2 separate regions of the Gossypium hirsutum genome follow, and region 2 is linked to region 1. A link is a contact called in public Hi-C data. All regions are on one chromosome and are shown on one strand. The core of a region is the stretch at or near the end of the contact, and the rest is flanking DNA. Distances in the headings are between cores, read along the strand shown. Region 1 has its middle 56 kb from the start of LOC107928035. Region 2 has its middle 13 kb from the start of LOC107928035.

Region 1 (2,730 bases), core at 117-2,616:
TTGTCTATTTGCATACGTAATTAATACGTAATTGTTTATTATTGATGATTTTCCTTTCTCCAAGAATTTGAATAGGCTTTGAAGCCTATAAATACATTTACCTCTTATCTCTCTCATCATCCCCTTTGAAAAATATAGAAATATGGAATGGTCGCCATTCGCCAATAATATTAGCTGTAATGTGAATTTTGCTAGATTATGAGTTTAGTTTTCATTATTGCTTGGTCAATTGATCATTGCATGCAAATAAAAGGAAAGCCAGACTCATAATTTAGCAAAATTGATATTAATTTAGCTCTCAATTATGGATGAGCATTTTTTTAGTGAACCAACTAGATAACTCGAAATTGATTATAAACGATTAATTAATTAGTATCGGTTCATCTAGTTTTGGCTAATACAAGTTGTTGTCTACTGCTAAAAGCACTTTAATGTTGACTTTGTTACATTATGAGTCTAATTTTTATCTCTTCATCTTATTTGGTCAAATTGACAGTTGCTTGTAAATAAAAGGAAAACTAAACTCATAATTCAGCAAAGTCAACATTAACTTGGCTCTCAATTAGGGATCAATATGTGTTGATTGATCATTGGCAAGTACAAGTTGTTGTCCATTGCTAATAGCCCTATAATGTCAGACTTTGTTGGATTATGAATCTAGTTTTTATCTCTTCATCAGCTAATGATTGCATACAAATGTAAAGAACATTAAACTCATAATTCAACAAAGTTGACATTAACTTGGCTCTTAATTAAGGATTTATCATTAAAGAATACAAGTTGTTGTCTATTGCTAATAACCCTATACGTCAACTTTACTGGATTACGAGCTTAGATTTTTTTTCTCTATCATCATTGCTTGGTTGATTGATGATTGCCTGTAAATGAAGAGAAAGCTAGATTCATGATCTAGTAATTTAGTCAATATTAAACTGGGTTTCAATTAAGGGTAAGCATTTGTTAAGGTTGATATATGTAAATTATTTAGGATGGATTTTGGTATAATTAAATTCCAAATTTATCAATGTGACATGGAAATGTTTAATGTTTTTTTTTCCTAAAATTTTCATAATTGTATTTAATAAATCTTTTAAGGATTATACTTTAAAACTTACGATTAGATATATATGTAATTTATGAATCAACCGATCTAACTCAATTTTTAAACTAATACTTCATCTAATTCTCGGTTTGACCAATTAATTCTATCTAAATCAAACATCACCGATTGTAGTTAATACCATTACTAAATTCGCAGGCACATGGTCTTAGCTGCATATGTGGAAGCCAATTGCCATACGACCCAAACCTATTCTCCAATGTAAAGGATCCATTCTTTCGGATAACAATCCTTCATCTCAACCATGATTTTACGATTATTATATTAGCCCAAATAAAATAAGCCTAAGGCTCTAATAAGCGGGCTTGGACCCTAAAGAATTGTGGGGGCCTCAAAGTCCTTAACTTCTTCAATAGCAGGCTCACCAATTATATGATTTCTTTTGACAACTAGTGTTAGAAATTTGAAATATTTAAAATAAATAAAAAAAATCAAATCTTCCATTCTTAAAAAAAAGACCTTGAGATATTTGTTTGTAAATTATTAGACTTAATTGTTCTAGTAAAAACCAAATTGAGAGGATGAACTCACGCGAATTAGAGCTAAGCCTAAATGGCCAATGTAATGTAAATTGGTGGATTTCCCTGCGCATGATATATTGCGGCGTCAGCCTTTTTGTTTTTGAAATTATTTTTTATTGAATTTTTTAGAGTTCAAGAAAAGTAAATTACTTAATTACTAACACATATTTTGTCAAACTAAAAATAGCTTTATCGATTGATTCTATATTTAGCCATGTCTAGATTTATCAAAACATTTCAATATATTTTTAGCAAAGTCAATTCGCTTACTTTTGGTATTTGTAGCCAATAAATGTCCTATAAATATCATGACTCATTCTAAATGCACTTCAAGAACTATTTTCTTCTCCTCTCACTCATCCTTTCCATCCTTAAGAGATTGTTGAGTATTTTTTTTGTTGTGATCTATTATTGACTTTTGTTCTTGTTTTATAATAGAAGAGCTTTTGAAATCTTGGGGGATATGCTACAACCAAATATCTTTAAGGACAATGTTCAACACCTCTTAATCTGTTCAACTCGTATTCTTGGTTTGTTAACTTGATGCAATATTTGTCAACAATCTTAAGGATATTTTTGTACTGGGATGTTGTCCACACCCTATGTCATGCTCCCATAAACATATCATGTGCCTGCTTTTATTGTCGTCTTACTGCCCGTATCCTAATGCTATAAATATTTATGATGTTCGAGATTCTTATGCATCACTAATATGCATTAAAAAAAGGGTGAGATCTAAGTATTTTCGAAATGGTAATTGATTTGATTTTGAAAAAAAAATGATCGCATGTAAAGTATGCTATTTCTATGATGAATTGTTTGAATGAAGCATGAATCCATGATTTTATGTATTATTATTGGAAGATTAGTGGGCCTTGAGTTGGAGTTTAATAAAATGCAATTCTTAATAAAATAATGTGAATTTACCCTAGACTTGGTTAATATTATATTTATCTTTAATATGGATTAGGCCAAACCCAAGTTCAGAGACTAAAGTTGTAACACCCCTCGCTTGAACCGATCGTCAAGTTCGAGCTACAGAACACTATATTAATTGCCAGAGCAACCACGATAAATTAGACAACATAT
Region 2 (2,730 bases), core at 90-2,589, 43 kb before region 1:
ATCAACATGTGTTGATTGATCATTGGCAATTACAAGTTGATATCCATTACTAATAGCCCCATAATACTGACTTTGCTAGATTATGAGTCTAATTTTTATCTCTTCATCAACTAATGATTGCATGCCAATGAAAGGAAAACTAGACTCATAATTTAGTAAAATCAACATTATTAATTTAGCTCTCAATTAAGGATTAGTATTTGTTAAATGATCATTGTCAAGAACAAGTTGTTATCTATTACTAATGGCTGCTGGATTATGAGTTTAAAATATTTTTTCCTCTTCATCTGATTGATCTTTGCATGTAAATGAAGAGAAAGTCGAGCTCATGATTGAGTAAAGTTAAAATTAAATTGGCTTTGAATTAAGGGTAAGCATTTGTCAAACCAACTACGATATATGTAGATAATTTAGCATTGATTTTGGTATAATTAAATTCCAAACTTATCAATATACCATGGAAATGTTGAAATGTTTTTTTCTTAAAATTTTCATTGTATTTAATAAATATTTTAAATATCATAACTTAAAACTCATATTTAGATATATAACTGTAGTAGCCCAAATCTGCCCGGGCTCGTGAGAATTTAAAGTCCAGTTACAATAAACAGCCCAAATGCCTAAACCTACCCAATAGACCCATTTACACCCTCGACCCAGAAGCACACAAAACCCAATACATAAATTAAGTCGGCCCAAACAAATCAGACCCAATAAACTATGTGGCCCGATGGTCCAAATCTGCTTTCAAATTTGGGAACCCTAGGGTTTTCTGCACCTTTTAGCGCCGCAAAAGAAAGGTTCCAGAATTCACACAGCAACCATCCCAAACGACGCGCCTTTTCAAATCGCGCCATTCCAGTAGCCCCCATCAGCGCCATGACTCTAGTTCTGAATCGCGCCGAGATTGGCGCACGTATCAAAGTCAGAGTACTCGCCATCATTCTCACGAACACCTGCAAAAGGAGAAAGAAAAGCAGCAGAAACGAAACAAACATAGCAAGAAATGAAATAGAAATCTGTAAAAAATACTGTATAAGGCTATAAAAGCCGAAGGAAAGCATTGTAAAGGGGGGTTTTTTTTTTACCCAAAAAACAGTGTAAAACAGACACGGGTATTACACATATACCAGGAATAAAATTAGATCTAAGGTGATTTTCAGAGATTACTTTTCGTTCTCTTTTCTATTTTTTTTATTTCGAAGATTTGAATCGTTTTTGAGGCAAAAGGCGCTTTTAAAATAGAAAGGAAAGGGAATATCACCGTCGGATTAGGCTTTGGGAAGCTTTAAGGAGCGTAAAACTCGCTTTTGGGAACTCTGACCATCGTGAACGGTGGCGGAGACGACAGAGGACGGCGAAGCCCGATGATCAGAGTTCGATCGGAGCTCAGAGGGCAGGCAGGCTTTTAAGAGCATTTTTCTTGATTTTTTTTTAGGAGGTGAAAATGAAAGTTTTTGAAAGAAAATTGGTTTTTAAAGCACCCCTATACGATGCCGTTTCGTAGTGTGCAGAAGGGCCCAAAAACGACGTCGTTTTGGGGCCAACCCGATTACCCGACCCGGTCCATTTAGAGATCCGCGTGTTTTCTTCGGCTAAAGGGATATTTATCCTTTTAGTCCTTTTCCGTTTCCAGTTTTTTTTATTTTTTAAAATTAAATTTATTTCATTTTTTAAATTAGCCTTATAGTTTCATTTAAATTTAATTTTACTCCTTTTCTTTATTATTTTAAATTTTGTTATTTTTTACATATAATTTATTCATTTTAAAATCTATGTATATATTTTTATTAAAAAATACTATTGATATGTTTATATAAAATGTTTATTTATCATATATTATTTTCCTATATATATTTATATTTTATTTTATTTATTACATTTTTTATATATATTACTTATTATATTATTTTTTTATTATATATTATATATTATGTATATCGTATATTATCTATTATATTATTTATGTTTTATATTATTCATTTTATTATTTATACTAATTCTTTTATATATTTTTTATATTGTATATATCATTTATGTATTGAATGTTAATTTTTTTTAATTTGATGTTATATTTTATGAATATGTACATTGATATATTGTATTATATGCATCATTTCATTTATTAATCCATTCATGTGTACATTAAATTATTGGATTGTATATTTTATACGTAGATTTTATTTATCCATTTTCTTGCATGTCATCTATTTTTACTCATACATATTTTACACATTAATATTTACCATGTTTTTTATATTTATTATCTAATGTTTTATTTATGATATATTGTATAATTAGTGCATTTATTATGTTTTCTTTTTGGGTATATTCCTATTTGCTTAGCATGATTATTTTTATTATTCTATTTTGCCCTCTATATATAGTGATTGCATTTGTATAAAGTGTTATAATATTTTGTAGTATACGTTATTTGAATATCTATGTTTTGTAATACAGAATTGTCACTCTAAAAGGTCATTTAAAACAATATTTAAAAGTTTCATAAAAATAAAAGCAATGCTTGATGTTTGGAAACTTTGAGAAAGGTAGTGCCCTAACTTACTGGGTTGCCACTTTTCTCATTGAGTTCAAATAGTTAAGCACCTTTCTAAATTTTTTAAAAAAAGGATTTCAAAATATGAGCAGCTGTCTTGAAATTTCAAAGCGTTGTGTCCAAACTTACTGGTTATGACGTTTTGACGTCTCAAGATAGGGATTTTCAAAAAT

What was found. A called contact is a pair of places that touch in the nucleus more often than the background predicts.
Region 2: a Hi-C map of leaf shows a contact between it and region 1, with 3 times the contacts expected there. The contact joins two enhancer-like sites. A contact is called at or near these places in 5 of 34 Hi-C or Micro-C datasets (all in leaf).

What each region holds. Positions count from the first base shown.
Region 1 is chrA06:123,881,322-123,884,051 of Gossypium_hirsutum_v2.1, reverse strand. No RefSeq gene overlaps it. Among protein-coding and RNA genes, the nearest start is that of LOC107928035, 56 kb to the left of the region's middle. Within about 2 kb of position 1,366, at least 3 of the 9 cell types and tissues checked have an H3K27ac peak or open chromatin away from gene starts, as enhancers often do. A contact at or near this core is called in leaf, where this site is marked.
Region 2 is chrA06:123,924,315-123,927,044 of Gossypium_hirsutum_v2.1, reverse strand. No RefSeq gene overlaps it. Among protein-coding and RNA genes, the nearest start is that of LOC107928035, 13 kb to the left of the region's middle. Within about 2 kb of position 1,339, at least 8 of the 9 cell types and tissues checked have an H3K27ac peak or open chromatin away from gene starts, as enhancers often do. A contact at or near this core is called in leaf, where this site is marked.